6 separate regions of the Mus musculus genome follow, and regions 1, 2, 3, 4 and 6 are each linked to region 5. The links are chromatin contacts, called in public HiCAR-type, HiChIP or PLAC-seq and Micro-C maps. All regions are on one chromosome and are shown on one strand. Each heading gives the region's core, a stretch centred on a gene start, on an enhancer-like site or on the middle of the called end of the contact. The rest is flanking DNA. Distances are from core to core; before and after follow the strand shown. Region 1 holds the start of 9430024E24Rik (a long non-coding RNA gene). Region 2 holds the start of Phf19 (PHD finger protein 19). Region 3 overlaps Mvb12b (multivesicular body subunit 12B). Region 4 overlaps Mvb12b (multivesicular body subunit 12B). Region 5 holds the start of Pbx3 (pre B cell leukemia homeobox 3). Region 6 overlaps Mvb12b (multivesicular body subunit 12B).

Region 1 (2,956 bases), core at 17-2,516, 650 kb after region 5:
CCCTAAGAGACTATGCCTGGAATCCCAGAGTCACATAAGGACCTGGATCCCCAAGTCTGAGAGCCGAAAAGCTAGCGCTTCTGGGTGACTTGACTCCTGTCCAGGTAAAAGGCATAGAGGCAAGACCACCCCCCTGGCTGGTCTTTGGGGTCCTCTCTGCTCCAGAGGCCAGGAGAAAACACTCAGCCTTTGACACCATCCAGAAAATAAAAATGTCCCAGGCTTCTAATCCTTTCCTTCAGCAACTCACAGGGCTCTGAAACACAGCCAAGACCCCGGACACAGTGTGAATATCCAAGCCAGCCTGGCGAGCGCCTGCAAAGCTAGCCTGGAGGCACCATGCCTCCAAGCAGTGGTCTTGATTGGACCCAGCCTCGCCGGGTCCATACATGGAACCCTGGCCTGACTGTTCTGCATCATCACTTGCCTCCTGGAGCCCAGCCTGTGGGGCACCCCAGGAACCTGACTGCCTTCCCAGATAGGGCTGATCCCTGCCCCCACTCCCTCCCACCCCCAGAAAAATATTTGGAATATGGTCTTTGACTGGAGTGAGATTAATCCCCCTTCCCTGACAGTGTCTCTGGGCACGTGTTTTTATAACCTCCCTTTCAAACGAGAACCATTTGTCGTTGGGAGGCTGAGGAGGCCCTGCCCGGCCTGCTGGCCCAGGCATCACCAGCACCTGATTGAATGTCACCGGCAGTGCAAGGGGGCAGGGCTGGGGTGAGGGCAGCATGTCCCTTGTTGGTCCCTGCCCTAGCCATTGACAGAAGATTATGCGGTCTAGTCCTGACTTCTTCCTGATCACAATATGCTCTTCAGTTGGTCACTTTGCCTCTCTGAACCTCACTTTCCTTGCCTGACAAATGGGCGAGGTGGTGGCCCACACACCCCGAGGGATGTGCCCAGGCCTACTTTGGGAAATTGTAGATTCTCAATGTTTAATAAAGCAATTGAACACAGTCTTAGCTCCTGGTAGAAGGGCAAAGTGCTCTGGCTAGAACCTTCCAGGGGCTGCAAAAAAAAAAAAAAAAACAAAAACAAAAATCAAACAGTATGGCTTGAGTCTAGTTCTACTTCCAGACTCACCACGAGAGGTGGCCCTACAAGAAAGAAAGCAGAGGGCTTTAATGTACAGAGAAGGCTGAGTTTATAGGTGTAAGCATGCAGGCTCTTTAATTAACTCTGAGCCCTTGGTCTGTGGCCTCCTCTCTCAGCATAGCCCTCCTCCTCCCCCACAACCCCAGGTCCTGTTTGAAGTTTGCAAAAAAAAAAAAAAAGAAAGAAAAAAGAAACCCTTCACACCATCCCTCCTTGCTGAAGCTAGCTACAGACCCTCAGGGCTCAGCTGGGAGGGATTTATTGGAGAATTTCAATCATGGGGTCTTGGCTCAAACTTGTTGCTTCCCTCAAAAAATCTGCCCAGAAGTTTGATTACATGTGGGATTGGGGCACGAGGGGCCAGTCTGATGATCTCGCAATTCAGAATTCCACCTGGGCCTCTGGGAGTGTTGCAGCCCCGAGAGGAAGAGAACAGGACACAGGACAGCCAGCGAGAGCGGGTTCTGACATGATGCGGAGGTACTGGGACTTGGTGGACTAAAGGAACTGCTTAGAACCTAGAGTTCTGCACTTGCTTAGGAAGTATGAAATACTAGATTCCAACCCTAGCATTGGGGGGCTGGGGGGGGAGATGAGAAGAGGAGAGGAGGAGGGTAGTTCCATCTTGGTCTTCTCCCACAACAGAGACAGGTCTGTACAGGTGCCTGAGTTCTGTATGACAGCTTCTTGCTGGTCCCTTGCTAGGGAAAGTGGGGGGAAAGGTCTGAGCTACATAATGAGACAACCGAACCTGGTGACATGCCGATCTTCCTAAGCTGCGGCTTGGCTCCCCCAAAGGCATTCCCTTCTCAGACTCGGAGCCCACGCCCTTCCACGGGAGCCCAGCCAAGATACAGCAGACAGGGAGCCCCTGAGTGCTCACTTTCTCCCCCTCTGGGCACGGTTGACTCTTTCCATTTCTCCGCAATGCCTCTGCAGTGATGGATAAGCTGTGGTCCCAAGAGATGCAGCCCAGGGGACCACAAACATCTTTTGGTTTCTCATGTCGGCCTCCCACTTCTTGCTTAATAAGTGTGGAAAGAGGCACAAACAGAAATTCCCTGGGCTTCCCATGACTAACGAGATGACCACATCAGGCGACAGTGCTTGGGCATAAAGGTCCCCAGAGCGAGGTGTCCGATTCCCTCCCAAGACGCTTCTCCAACTGCGCTTTGAAGCGGGAGCCCAGGGCCTCCAGCAGGCTCGGGTGGGCCAGTGGGGCTGAGCTCTGGGCCTCCCCTACCCCGTGACGCGCACAGATTGCCCCAGATAAAGGACCCTCGGCGGCTTCACCCAACTTCTGCTGAATCGTGCTTTTCAGAAACTCTTTTCACGTGTTTTCACTTCTCTGGCCTCTTTGTTGAAAGATGTAAAAATTTCAAACCACCACAAAGTAAACATTTCAAAACCCTCGCTTTTCAAAATCACTCACATTTAAAAAAAAAAAAAAAAAAAAAAAAAAAGGAAAGAAAGAAAGAAATCCCTTGAATTCCATCTCTGCTCCACCACTGCCACCCGAAACCTTTCTTTTGCAGAATGTGGAACTGGCGTGTTTTTCATTAATCTCGAAACAGCGCAGGTAACGCCGATGAGTCCGCTGGGTTTTACAGGCCGGAAGTAGCTTTGTTACTCGGTAGATAGATTAGATAAGTGGCTGTCTTGTCAGAATAAGCAGGTTTTCTTTATTACGGCACAATCCTAATGAACTCATCTGCTTCTAATATTTATAAAGAGAAGAGAGGCCATTAATTCTACTGCTTGTGAATAAAACCATCTGGGACCTCTCTCCATGTGATGGGTTTTGGTTTTAATATACATTTTTCACAAATAAGCGCAGAGATTTTTTTTTTCGGTG
Region 2 (3,154 bases), core at 28-2,527, 540 kb before region 5:
AGAAGGGTTATCTCTGCAGAAAGTGGTGTGCAGCTATGCCTTCCTGGGCTGGAAGAGCCTGTCTGGTGGGGCTGCTACCAACTTCCTTTCCAGGCTCAGCCAGATTCTGCTGTGGGTCAAATCCTCAGGAGGAGCAGTAAGACCCAGAAGTAAAGGGGAATGTGGGCATGTGGAAGAGGACTCCTGTATCTCAAACTGAGGGGGCAGACAGGAGCTGCAGGCCAGACTGCCCACACCCCAGGGAGCAGAGGGCCAATGTGAACCCTGAAAAATGAACAGGGAAGGCTCTAGGAGGAAAGAGCACACCAGGAATGCACTCATCCCAGCAGGGTGTGTCTGCAGGGAGCCATTCGAGCAGGTGCAGTGGGCAGTCCAGATTGAAAGCAGGGATGCAGGTAGGGGGTGTTGACCGACACTATCTCAAGCTCTGGCGCCAAGAGTGCGTCTGGTTCAGGACACTCTGGTTTTTTTCTCCTGGAGGGAGATCTTATCTGATTGGAGCCCTATCCACAAGATCTGTCTTAAGCTTGCCCTTTTCATATTTGCCGTGTTTGTGCACATGGTCTGTGTGACTATCTCTTTTACACTGTTAACTCTACAGTGCGTGACTGGCATACTCGAGTGGGTCTTGTGGTCACTGTGTCGGGGCTCTATGTTGCTGACTTGTGTATGCCTTGCACGTGGTTTCGCGGGAGTCTATGCTGAGGGCAGTGTCATTTGAGTGTTGTGACTTATGGCACACATATATATGTGGTGTGTGTCCTGTGTCTGATTCTCTTAGGCTTTTCCTGGTCTCCAAGGAGTAGTGTGGAATGTTGGTTCTGTAAGATCAAGGTGCTGGGAGACCAACCCGGGTCGTGAAGGGTCTGGGTGTAGTAGCTGTGTGCGTGTGGTGTGCGTACGCTCGCCCAGCCGTGGTTCTGTACAGCTGTGTTTCCGCGTGTGCCCGCTGGACTCGCTGCGCGGGGGCGGCCCCGGGAGACGCTGCGGGGCCCCGCCAGCCGCGGGCTCCAATGGCAAAGCCGGTGCGGCCCCTGCTAATTACATAAGCGGGGACGTCAATAATTCGCGGGAAAACGCGAAAAAGATGGCGCCCCGCGCCCGGGGGGCCCCTTCCTGAGCTCACCGGCCCCTCCCTCCCCGCGTCCCCTCCTCCCCGCGGCGCCCCCGCCCCGCCCCGCCCCCGCCGAGACCCCTACCCCGGCCCCAGGGGCGGACACTCGGCCAGGCAGCCCTGGGCCGAGCGCACCGCCGCCGCCGATGTGCCTGGTGGCCAGACTCCAAGTGGGACCGGCTGACGCGCTGCCTCGCGGTAAGTCCCGCGCTGCGGGCGCCCCGGGAGTGTCCGCGTTTCACGCTTTAATCCCTGCACACGACCCCTCTCCTAGAAACCTAGATTGAGCCCTAGGATCCCCGGGCGGGGGCTGGAGGCTGCGCGCTTGTGGGATGGGGATAGAGATGGAGCCCGAGCGGTACCCTCAGGGCAGCGGGAGTCCCAGCCACAATCCCAACGCTGGCCAGGGTGTGGGTGACAGGTCTCCGTTTGTGGCCGTGTGCCTTTTCTTTTCCATTTAAAGCTATGGAGAGGAGGATAGGCAGGACATTTGGGATTTTGCTCACGTCCAAAGTAAGGCACGATCGGCTGGGAGCGGGAGAAAGTTTGCAATTAGAGCAACTGAGGAAAGGAGTGCCTGAAGCTGAAGGGGACACTTTCTGCAAGCTATCCTCCCCCCTGAACACCCTTTTAAAAAGCCAACGGCCGCCCTGGAGAGGCCTCGGCGCATGAATCATGCGCGCTTCCTGCCCCCGCCCGGCCCCGCGCGCCCAGTGCCGCGGATTTGAACTGGACTCCGACGGGAACCCGCAAACAAGCATTTCTGTGCCGATGGGTTTGAATCAGCCAATCACAGCCCTCGGGGGCCCTCTCCAGGAGGATGGAGGCGGGATGGGGGGGCCACCACCCGGGGGCCCAGCACGGCCTCGGGGGCGCAGCGACCCGGCTTGCCCCCAAAAGCTCAGTGGGGGAGGAAATGTCAGTTTGTGAACCTGCTGAGGCCGGCCGGCCCTGCGGTACTCCAGGCCCAAGCAAGCAGGGACCTCCCAGCTCCCAAAGAGCCAAGTGCCAGGGAAGAGGGCAAAAGTTCTGACTACAGCCCACACCTGGTGCTTGTGCCTCTGCCCTGGAATAAAAGACAGGAGGGAGAGAAGGCAAGAGGAGCTTTACTCCCATCATCGGGAGACCCAAGACCCTGACTATGCCCTGCCGCCCCAGGCCCCTCATATGTCCACGTGTATTTAGTTTTACGTATAGGACTAGCACATTGCCAGACTAACCTTCTCTGAAGAGGCACTCACATGGAAACACACCCAGAGCTGTCTTCTTGTGGGCTGGCAGGGCACCAGGTGCCCAACACCTAGGCAGAGGGAGAGACCCTGAGCAGGAGCGCCCCCACCATCCCCACACACGGCAAGCTGTGTTTGACCTTAGAGTGTATGTATGTGGAGGAATGTGATGCCAGGTGAGCCCCCCGGAGGGGAGAAAGCAATAATGCTGGCCACTCCTGAAGGTTTGGGAAGCCACAAACCTTCTGGAAGATTCCTGGAGGGAAGCTGGGTGTCCTGAGACTCCCCGTACCAGGTGCCAGCCAGTAGTAGCAAGCGACAGGCTCAGGAAAATAGGCTTGGAAAAGATGAATGAAATAATTGATGAAGAAAACTGAGACAGAGTTGGAAGCAGAATACGCTGGGGAATTGGGCAGGATGCTCCAACCATTCTAGGGTGGAGATTTGGAGATTCTCAGGCCACTGCACCAGGAGCCACTGTGGCAGGGAAGCGAAAGGCAGCACTTCAATGAGATGGGGGAGAGCCAGATGTGTTAGGTGCAATGGGAATGGCTTAGCTGCTGTGGGCAGATGTGCTTCAGACAGGTTTAAATGCCCCAGACTGGTTCCCATGAAGTCATCAGTTAATTGAGAATAGAAAGGGGAATTACAAAAGGAGGGCATGTAGCTATGTCACACGGTTCCCATGCCACCTCAAAAGTTTTCAGTACTAGGTGGGCCTTTCTCTGAACACATTTTAGGGGAAACATAACATCTTAAGTGCTTGCATCCTCAGAACTGGCCCACATATGGGACAAAGCCTCAGCCTCCT
Region 3 (3,419 bases), core at 600-3,099, 550 kb after region 5:
CTATCATGGCTCTGTCCTGGGCCATTGGTCAGGGGGTCACCATAACTTCTGCCAGCATCATTTCAGGTCCTCATCTGTGCTGGGCGGGGTCAGCTCAGGCTCTGGTGCCCATGGTCAGCTGCAGAGACTACTGAGCCTTTAGGGCTCAACTGCCTTGAATAAATAGAGCCAGCTCCCCCAAGACATGTGGTCTAGGAGAGCCCAGAAATGGGCATCACCTCAGGCAGGTGCTAATTCCTGTCACATGGAATAAAGCCATTCTAATTTGTTTTCAATTGCTGTGGAAAAACATGGACCAAAAGCAACCCGGAGAAGACAGTTTATTTGGCTTATACATCCCAGTCACAGTCTATTATTGAAAGACGACAGAGCAGAAACTGAAGCAGGGACCATGAAGGAGTGTTCTTTTTCCATGGCTTGCTCAGCCCGCTTCCTTGGAGCACTCGGGACCACCTGCCCAGGGGTGGCACCATCCCACAGACCTGGGCCGTCCCGCACTTGCCAATCTGATGGAGGCATTTTCTCAGCTGAGGCTCTTTCCTTTCCTTTTGACCCTAGCTTATGTTGAGTTGACAGAAACCTTAAAAGTACAGGGCTCTTACTATCCTGGAGGAGACAGGGAGGGTACTTGTCCTGAGCTTGCCTGTCACAGGAGAGCCAGGTCACCTACTGTCACAGCAGGACTCTGGGAGCTGGTGGGGTTGGAAGGTGGCACAATCCAACAGAGTGCTCATAATACTTACGTATTTTATGACCTGGGTGCAGTTTATGGTTTACAATGGCTGCAAGGAAATTGGATCAGTTCTGTTTACTTGCCAAATAAAACAAATGTCAAAATAGTCAATATAAAATGTATTCTAATTTGGCTGAGTTAAGTCAGCCGGCTTTGGCTTTCAGGAGGATCCCCCTGTATGCAAATGGTGCTGTGTCTCCAGCTCCTCTGTGGTGGGTGTTGATTTACAGGCCCGGCACATGCTGTGGGAGCCTCTTAAGTCATCTGGGTTTCGTGTTTTTATCTTTTGTGGGTTGGCTTGAATTTTATCCTTTTCCTATTCAGATTCTTTGTTTTTTTTTTTAAGAAAAGAATCAGTAGTTACTTGAATTTTCTATTAAAGTAAGGAAGGGTTGAGTGTGGATTTTTTTACTTTTTTTCTTCAAGATGCTATAAGATGCTGTAAGAGACTCTGTAAGGAGTGCCGGCTTTAAGGTGACATGAAGTCCCTGCTCTCCCCCATAGGCTGCACCCCACTACCATGCCCTCCCCCACTCGGTGACCTGTCTCCCAGCTCCAGGCCCCAGAGTTAAGTCAGATGGGTACCCAGCACCCACACACACACACACACACACACACACACACACCCTATTCCTGTCTTATTCTGAGCCTTGCCCACCCCTCCCCCGCCCCTCCCACCACTGGGCTGCCTTGCTCAGGTCACTTGGGGAGCCCCTCTCACACTGGCTGAGCAGTCCTCGGTTTCACTGTCCCCGCACATGTGAAGTGTAAAACACATGCTTTTCAGCAGTGAGGACCCCATGTTCTTCCCCTCCAGATGACTCCCCATCCCTATCACAGAGCAGTGAGTGCTTGAGGGAAATTGGCAGAATATAGAAAATAATGGGCAAACAAAGCCCATTTCCAGTGAGGAAAGTCTTATAACCTTTTGTTACATTTCCTTCAAGCTCTTTCCCCTGTGTACTTTTATGTAGGTGACATCATCGCATATATAGCAATTTCGTAAATTTCCCATGGAGCGTTAAACCGCAAACATCAGAACACTTTCCTGGTCTTTGTGTGGGGACACCTGATCTAAGCACCAAAGCGTAACTGCCAGGAGCGTGGTGATGGGGTGCCCTCTACTGGCCAGCTAGGAGGAGGCAGGAGGCACGCTGGGTGGGAGCCACAGGCAAGAGGGAGATGAGGTGGTGGCAGGCAGGAGCCTGGGAGTCAGTTTCAAAAGCAAAGGACATGTTCTCTGCCAACGCTTGGATTTAGGCATTCCCAGCAGCTTTCTGGAGAGCTGTCATTTCTAACTTTACTTTAGACAAAAGGGGCATTGGCTGACCTTTTCACAGGTGACAGGCCGTCACCTTTGTCATCTTTCCCAGGAGCAGGCAGTTCCCACCTGGGCCTCTCCACTGCTGCAAAGGTATTCATGGTAAAAGTTGATCTAGAGCCCTCCCCCTTGCCTTCCTGCACAGAGATCTCTGGGTAGGCAGGATGCTCATTGGTGATGTCGGCAAATTAGATATTGAGTTCAGTGGAGTTTGTGTCAGAAGCCACATAAGTGTCTTGACAGAACTCACCCTCTGTCCAGTGAGCCCTAGTTTCACCCACTCTGCTTAGGTCTCTGGTTTGTCCTGGACCTGGAACCTGTGTCTCCCTCCAGGCAGTGAGCATCCATCCCCGACCCACTAGTGTTGCACACAGTATCCAGTAGGATGGGGTGCCTAAGGGCTGAGGGCATAATTTATCTCCCTACCCATCTCTGGGCTGGCCTCAGCCAACTGGGCCAACCTTGAAAGAGGGGGTCTGTTCTGCTCAGGGCTGCCACCTCAGAGCACGTGTACCAATAATGGAATGGTCTTCCAACAGAGCACCCCATGCCCTCACACATGGGGACTCACATGTGACAACAGAGTACCCCCATGCCCTCTCACATATGGGGACTCCGTGTGACAACAGAGCACCCCATGCCCTCTCATACATGGGGACTCCATGTGTGACTCTGCTGGAATGGAGAGCTTCTGCAGCTGCCTGAACTCAGGTTTGTAAAGCCTCGGGAATCCATGGCTGAGAGTGCCAGGAGCCCCGAGTGCTTGAATGGATGTGCCTGTGTTGCTTGGTGGGCTGCTGACCCCAGCTTGCTGAGCAGTAGAATCAGAAGCCTGATAAGAGTCAGAGTTGTGCTTACCAAACCCACAGATGACACAGTCACTAGGGAGAGTGGATGTGCCAGAGGATAGGATTAATCCTGTAGATAGAACTCCATAGCCACAGCACCATGGGAACCAGGAAGTAGGAGGCAGTGGTACAAATAGGACCTCTCTAAGGTCACGTGGCCTACAGTATAGGGCCAAATCAGGAGACCTGGCCCAGAGGGTGGGTGCGTGCAGGTGTGTGTGTGTGTATCTGTTTGTGTCTGTATATTTGTGTATGCCCGTGTCTATGTGTGTATATGTGTGTTTGAGTGTGTCTCTGTGTCTGTCTGTGTTTGTATGTCTCTGTCTGTGTGTTTGTGTCTCTGTACGTCTGTGTGTGTTTGTGTGTCTCTGTGTGTGTATGTCTCCGTGTCTGTATGTATCTGTGTGTGTGTGTGTCTCTGTGTTTGTATGTCTCTATGTCTGTGTGCTTGTGTCTGTGTGTCTCTGTGTATGTGTGTGGTGATAAACCAATCCGATCGAGAGCTTGTTACCAAGCA
Region 4 (3,172 bases), core at 175-2,674, 590 kb after region 5:
CTCCATCTTCCTTCCACAGTACTTCCAAAAACTTGGGATCTTTCACATACACTTTTTCGTAAACTACAAATGGGTTTTTTAAACGAAAGTTATGCAAAAGGGGGAATGAATAAATCAGACATGATTAAAAATATTTGTTCTAATGCAGTATAATTTGGTAGTAATGTGTTCATCGGGATAGCTTACGGCTACATTAAGTGGACAGACTTTATATGGATTCTCTAATTTTAATCTTCAAAATGCTATCTAATGTCTCATTAAGACTTGCATATAATGTATCTTAAGTACAGTCATTAAATATAGTTTAGGGAGATTTATGTTCAGATACTGCTTAAAGATGTTTTAATAGGCCATTTACTCTGATGATATTAATGAGCTCTTAATCCAGATGAAGCTTCTCAAACTAGTGGGAAAGACTCCGGCCCGAGTTTGGAGACTGGGGATTGATACCTGCTTTGGACAAGTGCCCAGAGCTTAGCCCCGCTGACACTTGGTGACCCCACTTGGCAAGCCTCTTGCCAAGGCCTGGTGTTTGGAAAAAGGTCTTCCCTGTTCTTGCTGTGACTGCTGTCCACGGTGACACACAGGGACAGTCCCTTTGCTCCCCCAAATCACGTGCAAGACATGCAGGGGCTAACTTGGCCAAACCTTTCATCTCCAAGGTCATTTGCAAGGACCCCAGTGTCACAGGGAGAATGAGGGTTAAAGAAAGTTGTCGCCACCCTTGTTGTGGGAGCATCTGCCAGGTGAGGCTGCACAGCCTGGCCTCCTGAGGAACAGCCTCACTCCACTGTGAGCATGCTGTAAAGGGTCACATGGCTGTGTTGCCATCTTTCAGGAGTTCAATGTGGCTGAAATATGCATAATAAAGTAGTCCTGCTAATTCAAAGGTATAATGGGAGGACACCCTGTGAGCTGGTGTCACCAAAGCACAGGCATGGTGATCCCAGCTCCACCTCTAAAGATGCCTCGCGAGGCCGGGCAGCACCAGAGCGTATGCACAGTGGTTCCCAAGCCCCATTTCAAACGTCTCTGTGTTACCCCGTCTTTCAGAGAATTATTGAAAAGTACAGTTTTTGTTTCAATTATTTTTTTAAGCAAAAGGGGAGGAAAAGAATGTGTGAGTTCAGAGACTTTTCTAATTACTAAATTGGTTTGTTAAAAAAAGATAATAGCAAATTTCTTCTTTTTGTAATTGGACATTTCTTCCCTGTAGGCTAATTCAGGCACAGCCCGTGCATACACAATCGGTTGTACTTCTGAAAAGCCATAACTAGCTAATAACGGCTACAGTGTCATCAGAGAGTAATGGTGTGCTGATTAGCATAATTAATGACAAATGGTGGTGCGGAATTGGTGGATTGGTTTAGCGGATGATGAATGCGGCGAGGCCCTGGCTGGGGCCTGCCAACGAGGCCTCGCTGGCTGTCAGCCCTTCTGTTCTCGCCCAGGCAGCTCTCATTAGTCACGATGGGAGGTGCCAGTCTGTGTTCTGTTGCAGCACAGAAAACTTAATAATCCAAGCAAACGTGATTCTTTTTTGCCTGTGTATTTACTCACAAAATTCTCCACTCCCCTGTTCCCACTGTGGCCAGAACATAAGTCACTGCTGTTTCTAGGTCTTTCCTGTCGCCTGAACGGGAACAAAAGGAGGACGACAGAGCCACAGTCGTGGCCAGGCAGCACTTGTGTTTATCTATATATGTAGCGGGAAACCCAGTAAGCTATACGTTCTGTCCTGATAGTAGAAGACCGGCGCATTTATCTTCGATGTGATTAATTTGCATTCACAAATGAGGCTGATAAAAAAAGGGTTCACCTTTAACCTTTAGAGGGAAAAGCATTTCTCTGCAAGATTTCTTGGGAGACCGCTCCTTAACCGATAAGAAGTAACTCCTTTATCAATAAAGATGAAAATCCTTCATTTGCATTACTGAATGAGACTAATTATTATATAGTTAATTAGCATCTGGAAATGAGGATTATCTTAATTACAAAGCACAATTTCCCTAATAGCTACAAAACTGTAAGTTTGATCTGTGTGGAAATTGGTAACTATTATTATGTAATTAGTGATAACATTAATAGTACAGAATATTTAGACATAATTTGCATATGCAAATGCCATTTACCTGAGCCAAATAAGTGGACCATTAATGATTAGAGCTTGATGCATCCATACGGAAAGTTCTAGATCCCTGAATGGGACCCATTGTGCTAACTTAGAGGTGGAGTCAATAAGCACCTTTTATATTTAGGCAGTCCACTGGATTTTGCTGTAACAGGAATTAATGGTTGGGTGATTTCATAATGAAGCCACCTGTTCAGTGAACTGGACTCTTGACTTTGATTTTTCAATGTCTCCTCTTGATTCTTAGAAGTGCTTTGCCTACACATTTAGCAATTCTGAGTCTGGTATCTTTCTTACAGCTGATACAAACACTTAAAAAAATAGCCAACACACATGCTTCTGTGTGTGTGTGTGTGTGTGTGTGTGTGTGTGTGTCAGATTGTTGCAGTGTTTTTCAAAGGTGTGTGCTATGGGAATGTGATTTGAAAGTAGCTACTGTAGACTTTTAAATCTTTTATTTCATCCATGTAGCACACAATGGGTGCCATTATTCAGAAGATTAAAATGGGTGTACCTGTCAGTCTTTGCTGTGGTGCGCTGCAGTAACAAACAGTCCCCCAGCTCATGTGGCTTGCCATACTCCACTCCATGTCTCACTCAGTGACACCTTGGTGGCTGTAAGTTGGCTGGGACCCTGCTTCATGTACCATCTTATTCTGGGACCCAAGCTGAGAGAGCAGCCCCTAGCTGTGGCAGTTTTTACATCCAGTGGTTCCTGCATCCTCTCGGGAGGCAGGATGACACCCCCTCCCCCAGCACAACCAGGTTCTGTGGGGAAGAGGCTCCATCCTGTCATGACAATGTGTGAGGACAGTCCTTCTCTAAGGGAAGAGGGGACACTGCACTTGGAGTGGTAGAGCCACCCACTAGTGTTAGGCATTCTGAATTCAAAAAGTGAGTTTCATGTGTAAGAAAAATACAAAATCAGTCACTGAACTGGGGAAAACCATGAATCCAGGGTCTGAGACAGTGGTTCCCGGTGTGGAAAGTGTTGACTGACAGGATCCACAGAGCTTTCCACTGCCCGATTTTACCTTCAGT
Region 5 (3,208 bases), core at 662-3,161:
TTTCATCTCCTCACACCTCTATTTTTAGTTTCAGGTAAGATCGCTTATTGAGTCTGAGAAAGGAACGTTTAGAGGTAAGAGCCACCAGTTAAACACTTAACCTAGGGTCATCTCCATGGGTTTAAAATGAGATCATGTTGAATCCTCAGCCTGAGAGATGAGGACAAGATCAGCCTCAAGACTCCACCGGAGGTGTAGGTGCGGATTCCAACACCGTTTAAGTCTTTAGTCTCTCTTGGGCAGAAGTATAATGGATGAAGAGGTGTTACAGGTATGTAAATCTGTTAGGTGAAGTTGACTACAGCCGAAGGGGTCAATTTGTCAGTCCAGTCCATTTCTAAACAAACTTGTCTGTAAGACTATTGTCTCGCTCTCCGCAGGTTCCGCACACCTGCCAGGGTAGTCCCCGGATCTCCAGGACTCGTCGAGTGTGCAAAGCGCAGTTAGCTTAGAAAATAGTCCTGGATTTCACTCTCTCCAGGTGACATGTTTCTGTGACCTTTCCATTTGCTAGCTTTTCAGAGAAGAGCTCTGTCCATGCGAAACCACAGGCTCCCATTCTAACTGGTCACTCCTTGAGGGACAGACAGCGCAAGGCCCTACTGCCAGCGCTAACTCCTTGTGCTGAGTTCGGGTTACCATAGCGACCGTGGGACGGGCAGGGCTTTTAGACCCTTTTCCCGGTCTCAGCCCAGGACTTTCGAACGCTCCAATTGGGACAACCCTTTCTTGGCTCTGTCCCGCCTCGTTCGGCGCTGAGCGCAATGCGATTGGCCCTGTGCTTGAGGCCTTGTGCCCAGAGGGTACCACCTCTTGATATGAAGAGCGGGAAAGTATCCCAGGCACTGTCCGAGGCGTGAAGCTCATCTCATGCAATGGGGGACCACGCTGTCGGCTACGGGTACACTTTATTCGGTCCTATATAACACCTCTAAGTCCCCAACTGCTAATAATAGGGAAGGAGCAGGATCCGGGGACAACACTTTGCTGGCTGGACTGACCGACCATCTGTGGAGTGCCGGCGCGAGTAGCCCATAAGGCTCCCGGGCTGGCTCTCAGGCACCCCACAGCAGAGGCCAGAGGGGACGGGCTGCGTTCTAGGGGCGGGGCCAGTGGCGGCGGCGGGAGGCGCAAAGCCCAATGAGAGAAGGCTCCGCCTCCGGAGGCGGGGCATCCGGGGCGCTCCCCCGCCCTTCAGCTCTCCCTGCCCCTCCCCCCGCGGGCGCCGGGGCCGCAGTGAGTGAGTGGCACTGGCAGCCTGTCAATCCCTCAGCCGAGCGGCCTTCGAGCCCGGTCCACAGCGGCTGCTGACTGGGTGCGCGGCACCGGAGGTGGCGGCGGCGAGTTCTCCCGCCTCATCAATCTGCTGTCCGCCCGGCGTGCGGCCCGCCGGGGCCCTCCACCGGGCTCCGTGTCCCCGCCGCGCCGGCCCGCCCGCTCCCAAACTTTCCTCCTCCGCCCCTCTCGCTCCCCGCGGCCCGCCCGTCGGCCTCCTTCTCCTCCTCCTCCGCAGCCCGCCGCCGCCGCCGCCGCTCCCTCCCTCGGGGCCGCCGGTGCTCCGATCCCGCCCGGTTGAGGCGGCGGCGGCGGCGGCAGGCGGCTGAGGGAGGGGACCGTTCTGGCTGGCGCGGGCGGCGGCGGCCGCGGCGTCCCGGCAACTCGGCTGGCGCTGAGGACCAAGTTGTGCGGGGCCGCCCGGCGCGGCGAGGGGCGCTGAGGAGGCAGCGCGGCGGCCGCGTGAGGGCAGCGGGCACCACCGCCTCCGCCTCCGCCGGCGAGCGCGCCGCTTCCGCCCGCCGCTGTCCTCAGTCTCCTCCGCGGCGGAAGCCGGAGCCGGACGCCGGTCCGCGTCCCCTCAGTCGCGGGCCGCGCCGGGCCAGGCCGCCCCCTCCCGCGCGGGCGGGGAGCGCGCGGCCGCCTCCCCCTCCCCCTCCCCCTCTTTCTTCTCCTCCCTCGCCGCCGCCGCCGCTGCCGCCGCCGCCGCCTCAGCCTTCGCCTCCGCCGCCGCCGCCCGCTCCCGCCCGCGCGCGGCGGGATGGACGATCAATCCAGGATGCTGCAGACTCTGGCCGGGGTGAACCTGGCCGGCCACTCGGTCCAGGGGGGTATGGCTCTGCCGCCTCCCCCTCACGGCCACGAAGGGGCGGACGGCGACGGCAGGAAGCAGGACATCGGCGACATCCTCCACCAGATCATGACCATCACCGACCAGAGCTTGGACGAGGCGCAAGCAAAGTTGGTGTCGTCTCATTAAGCATCTTTTGTGTGTGTACGGGAGCCGGGCTCGGGTCCCGGCTGGCTCCCGGGACCCGGGCCTCAGTTGCGGGCGGGAACTTTCTCCGCCCGCCGGGCACTTGCTGTGTCCCCCATCGCGCGGGCAAAGTTGCTCGCCGGGCTCGGGACAAACTCGATCATTGCTTCGTCCGTGCCCTGCTGCCCGCCCCCCTCCCCAGATTTAAACCTCCCGCTCGGACCCCAGCGCGCTCCGCGTCCCAGCCGGGTCCGTGGCCGCACCGCAGGGAAGTGCAACTTTCTCCGCCTGCCCAGACTCCGGGCACCCACTCCCCTCGGCCCAGTCCGGGGTGACCGGCTGCTTCCCCGCACAACCCTGTGCGGGAGCGCCAAGTTCTCTAGAGGGAGGGCCGCTTGGCAAACTTTGCGGAGCTGTCACCCGCTGATTATTAGCCGCCCGCTGGCCGCTGCGCCCGCTCCTCTTGTGGAGCTTGGGCGTTGGGGTTCCCTCCGCTCCGGTCTGGTCCCTTGGGTCCCGCCGCGGCCCCCGGAGCGGAGCCTCATGCACGGGTCACTCCTGTGTACGCCGAGGCTTCTGTCGAGCCAGCAGATGGGTCACGCTGCTATCGGGCTGGAGCTCTCAGCCGCTAGAGCTTGCCGCCAGTTGCGAACTAGTAAACTTGAGTTTTTGTTGACTTCCCGTGGTTCAAAGGAGCTTTTCCAAACTGGGGGCCGGTTTTAAATCTTGGGTCTAACTTAAAGGAAGGCGCCATATTATTCCAATAGGTGATGCTAATACCTTTGTGTTTTGCTATTTGTTTTTTAGGAAACATGCTCTGAACTGTCACAGAATGAAACCGGCGCTCTTCAGCGTCTTGTGTGAGATCAAAGAGAAAACAGGTAAGACTCTGCTGCTCACAGTGGGCCTGGAGACCCCCGAGGTGGGGTCAGATCTACTCCTTCGACTCTCCAGTTG
Region 6 (3,254 bases), core at 752-3,251, 520 kb after region 5:
AATAGAGAGTCCCTCCTTTCTAGTAACTCTAGCTTGTGTCAAATTAATATAAAACCAGCCAGCACATGTGTCCTTTGTAGTTTGAGGGTTTTGTTCTTACAGCTGGATAGATAGTATAAGGACTTGAATTTGATCTCCAGAATACCTTATTAAAATTTTTTTGAAAGGGGCTGGAGAGATGGCTCAGTTTTTAAGATCACTAACTTCTCTTCCAGAGGTCGTGAATTAAATTCCCAGCAACCAAATGGTGGCTCACAACCATCTGTAATGGGATCTGATGCCCTCTTCTGGTGTCTGTGAAGACAAATCACTCATATCCATTAAAATAAATAAATAAATCTTAAAAAAAATGATAATAAGTTTTAAAAAGCTGGGTGTGGTGGTTATGCCCATTTAAGCCTAGCATTAGGGAAACAGAGACAGGGACATCCCCGAGGCTCACTGTTCATCCAGCCTGGCCTACTTGGATAGTTCCAGGACAACGAGAGACCCTGTTTCAAAAGTAAAACTGGGGAAGCGCCTGAGGGATGACACCTGAGGTGGTCATCTGTCACCCACGAGAACACCAATTTATTTTAGAGGAATAAAATAAATCAGAACCCTTGTACACATGTCTACTTCTTTAATCATTCCTTCTGCTGAAGCAAAGATCTATTTTCTGCTGAAAGTTTTCAAGTTTTGCTTGATTTTGTTGTTCCTGTTCTGTGGTGGCCACAGTAGTGTCTTTATGCTGTTGATTGCGTAGTCTTTGCCTCCACCCTTAGGGTCCCCAGGTGCTCCAGAACCAAGAGCACCTTTGGTTCTCCTTTGCATGCTCATAAGCTGTGAGGACCTCTCTAGGCCACCAGACCATTTCCCACAGCTCTGTGGAGGCCTGGGGCCCAGCTCTGCCCTGGCCACCTGGGTGTGGTAAAAGCTAGACACTTCTGGCCAGGCCCTTTCTCTCTGGCAGCCTCTCCTCTCCTGAGTCCTAGTCCCTGAGTTCCCTGCCAGGAAGGGCCTCCTCGGGGCCATGATCACTGCTGCACCTCCAGGGTTTCTGCTGGGATTGTGGCTCTGCTTCTTTCTCTTCTGCCCAGCCCGAGAGGCTACTGTAGCTGACACGTAAGCTCTGCATGGGGAAAGCTGCCTCTGGTGGCCTCTGCCATACCAAACACCAATCTTGCCATTGTCCATGTTCCAGTTTTAAAATTCTGCCATTTGGCAAATGTCTGAGTGCGTATTATTACTAAGTCTTTGGGCTAGATGCTTGGGAAAGCATCCACTGGATAAAATAGAACCCTTGAATTGAGGGCCAGAGGTGATGAGTGTGTGCCCTGTGCCAGGTCTCCTGCTAAGTGCTTTATTGACAGTTCATATTCTATGGTTTATTACTGTTCAGTCCATTTTAGAATATACACAGAGCTGCCCAACAATTACCAATATTTAATCATAGATCTTTGTTCCTGGCTCCCCTCCCTCTGACAGCGACCACTTCCTTCCTTTGTATCTCTAAGGATTGTCTCTTCTGGGACATTGTAGGAGAGCAAACCACAGTGTGTGGTTTGTGACTGTCTTGTTTTTCCTAGCATAGTGCTTCTATGGCGTGTTATATTGGGGCTTCATTGCCTTCTCGTGGTCCAGTGATACTCCACTGTAACTCCGCGATGTCCGTTTGACAGTGGACATTTGTGTTGTTTCCACTGTTCAGCGACTTACCTCATGAGCATGTTGTGTGTGCATGTGTTCAGTTCTCTTGAGAATATACTCAGAGGAGGAACTGCTGAGTCCTGTGGTGATACCATGAGGAACTACCCTGCCATTTCCAGTGATCATACCAGGTTTCAGGGCCAGCAGGGCCCATGCCCTTGCAATGTTGCCTATCTGTCTGTTTCAGTATTGTAACAGGTCTGACAGGGAATCTCGTAGTAGATAAGTGATCTTCTGTGTTTTATTTGGTCCTAACCAATAATCCCATGGGGCCTACTCATTCATATTTCCGCGTTTTGATGGGGTGGAATGAGTCAGTATGACTCTGGGAAATGTCTGTGAGCAGCAGAGTCAGGACCTGAGCTCAGCTACAACTCACTCCAGAAATCCTGGTTCTGCCTGCTGAGTTCACAGGGTCTGTGTGATGGGGGTCCTTCCGCCGCAGCCCAGACAACAAGATCATTCTGTCATGGAGCTGTTAGGGGCTGGCAGGAGCCAGGGTAGAGAAGACATGTCTGAGGAGAGAACAAGGGGAGCAGGCAGCCAGGGCACAAAGGATGGGAGGGCTGAGGGTCCTGGGCCTTGTGGGAGAGAAACCCACCCTGAGGCTGGCAGAAACTCCAGTCTTCAGGACAGAGCCAGGCATTCATTTCTGAGAGATGTTAGACATTTCAGCAGAAGGCCTGTGGCTGACCTAAGTTCTCCATGCAGAAATCAAAGTTATGAATGGACACAAAAGCAGCCGGGAGTCCATGATGCAAGCCAGGGGCACAGCCTGCCCTTGATCTCACCTGGGCCTCGCCTCAGCTCCCAGCCTTCAGGCCGGCTCAGCCTTGTCTGACAGAGGATGTGAGGCTTCTGCAGGCCTGCCTGAGCCAAGCTGCCATTGTGCAGCCTTTGAACTTCAGAGCATCAGCCAGAAGTTGCCCCTGGAATGTCTGCAGAATTTCCTGCCCCCCTCCACCTCCAACTGCCCTGTCTGCCAAACTCACCTTTGAGTTGTGGGTGGGCCTTCCTGAAACCGCAGGTGTGAGCAGGTCCCCTGGAGACTGCTCTTCCTCCTCAGCTGGCCCTCTGCATCCTACATGTTTAGCTGGGCCCCAGTTCATTCACAGGATTTTCTCAAGTTGCAGTCTAGCAGATTTTCAATTTCTCACCTCATCAAGTAAAGCTTACAATTGTTGTTTTTCCATAAAAGCTGTAAGTGTTCATTGACCAAAAAAAAAAAAAAGTGACATACACTAGCAAAGCAAAGGAACGGTTTAAAATGCTCTGTCGTTATATATTTATTTGCATGAATTTGTGTGTGTGTGTGTTTGCATGTTTCTGTGTGTGAGTGCTGTGTGGATGAGTGTGTATACATATGTGCTCTGCTGCCCTCTTTGATCGCTCTCCCCCTTATGTATTGAAGCAGGGTTTCTCACAGAATCTGGGGCTCACAATTTTGGCCTGTGCCTAGTCAGCTTGCTGTGGGATTCCCCCAGCTCACCTCCCATGCACTGAGCTGGAGCAACAGGCTGGGTTCCACATCTCTGTGGCTTTTACCTGGCTTCTGATGATCCAGA

Evidence for each region. Hi-C and Micro-C count contacts between places; a contact is called where the count stands out from the background. HiCAR-type assays count read pairs that join an accessible place to other places. HiChIP or PLAC-seq counts read pairs in DNA pulled down with a chosen protein or histone mark.
Region 1: a contact with region 5 is called in a HiCAR-type map of astrocytes, with 4 times the contacts expected there. The contact joins the promoter of 9430024E24Rik here to the promoter of Pbx3 in region 5. A contact is called at or near these places in 4 of 39 promoter capture datasets (frontonasal cranial neural crest, hippocampal neurons, maxillary cranial neural crest and 1 more), 5 of 115 datasets of contacts at active chromatin or transcription factors (the SCID.adh cell line, astrocytes, embryonic forebrain and 2 more) and 1 of 9 other capture datasets (embryonic tail).
Region 2: a Micro-C map of embryonic stem cells shows a contact between it and region 5, with 4 times the contacts expected there. The contact joins the promoter of Phf19 here to the promoter of Pbx3 in region 5. A contact is called at or near these places in 1 of 484 Hi-C or Micro-C datasets (embryonic stem cells), 1 of 115 datasets of contacts at active chromatin or transcription factors (pancreatic cancer cells) and 1 of 9 other capture datasets (liver).
Region 3: a contact with region 5 is called in an H3K27ac HiChIP or PLAC-seq map of differentiating embryonic stem cells, with 10 times the contacts expected there. The contact joins the enhancer-like site here to the promoter of Pbx3 in region 5. A contact is called at or near these places in 11 of 39 promoter capture datasets (the 3T3-L1 cell line, cranial neural crest, embryonic stem cells and 7 more), 5 of 484 Hi-C or Micro-C datasets (the AML12 cell line, the N1E-115 cell line, cerebellum and 2 more), 16 of 115 datasets of contacts at active chromatin or transcription factors (astrocytes, craniofacial prominence, differentiating embryonic stem cells and 11 more) and 2 of 9 other capture datasets (embryonic stem cells and pancreatic islet).
Region 4: an H3K4me3 HiChIP or PLAC-seq map of embryonic forebrain shows a contact between it and region 5, with 12 times the contacts expected there. The contact joins the enhancer-like site here to the promoter of Pbx3 in region 5. A contact is called at or near these places in 1 of 39 promoter capture datasets (the 3T3-L1 cell line) and 13 of 115 datasets of contacts at active chromatin or transcription factors (the NIH/3T3 cell line, embryonic basal ganglia, embryonic forebrain and 9 more).
Region 6: a contact with region 5 is called in an H3K4me3 HiChIP or PLAC-seq map of bone marrow-derived macrophages, with 2.9 times the contacts expected there. The contact joins the enhancer-like site here to the promoter of Pbx3 in region 5. A contact is called at or near these places in 1 of 39 promoter capture datasets (hippocampal neurons) and 9 of 115 datasets of contacts at active chromatin or transcription factors (the NIH/3T3 cell line, bone marrow-derived macrophages, embryonic basal ganglia and 6 more).

Annotation. Positions count from the first base shown.
Region 1 is chr2:33,717,260-33,720,215 of GRCm38.p6, reverse strand. 9430024E24Rik (a long non-coding RNA gene) reads left to right here and starts at 1,266. Exons shown (of 2, transcript XR_374262.3): 1 at 1,266-1,581.
Region 2 is chr2:34,912,099-34,915,252 of GRCm38.p6, reverse strand. It overlaps Phf19 (PHD finger protein 19), which reads left to right and starts at 1,277. Exons shown (of 15, transcript NM_028716.4): 1 at 1,277-1,312.
Region 3 is chr2:33,820,266-33,823,684 of GRCm38.p6, reverse strand. All of the region lies in intron 6 of Mvb12b (multivesicular body subunit 12B), which reads left to right. Among named protein-coding and RNA genes, the nearest start is that of Nron, 16 kb to the right of the region's middle. Within about 2 kb of position 1,849, at least 28 of the 459 cell types and tissues checked have an H3K27ac peak or open chromatin away from gene starts, as enhancers often do. A contact at or near this core is called in cerebellum and differentiating embryonic stem cells, where this site is marked.
Region 4 is chr2:33,784,068-33,787,239 of GRCm38.p6, reverse strand. All of the region lies in intron 7 of Mvb12b (multivesicular body subunit 12B), which reads left to right. Among named protein-coding and RNA genes, the nearest start is that of Gm33856, 3.9 kb to the left of the region's middle. Within about 2 kb of position 1,424, at least 41 of the 459 cell types and tissues checked have an H3K27ac peak or open chromatin away from gene starts, as enhancers often do. A contact at or near this core is called in embryonic forebrain and forebrain, where this site is marked.
Region 5 is chr2:34,370,748-34,373,955 of GRCm38.p6, reverse strand. Pbx3 (pre B cell leukemia homeobox 3) reads left to right here and starts at 1,911. Exons shown (of 9, transcript NM_016768.2): 1 at 1,911-2,235; 2 at 3,059-3,132. The coding sequence starts at 2,036.
Region 6 is chr2:33,846,133-33,849,386 of GRCm38.p6, reverse strand. All of the region lies in intron 2 of Mvb12b (multivesicular body subunit 12B), which reads left to right. Among named protein-coding and RNA genes, the nearest start is that of Mvb12b, 40 kb to the left of the region's middle. Within about 2 kb of position 2,001, at least 76 of the 459 cell types and tissues checked have an H3K27ac peak or open chromatin away from gene starts, as enhancers often do. A contact at or near this core is called in the NIH/3T3 cell line and bone marrow-derived macrophages, where this site is marked.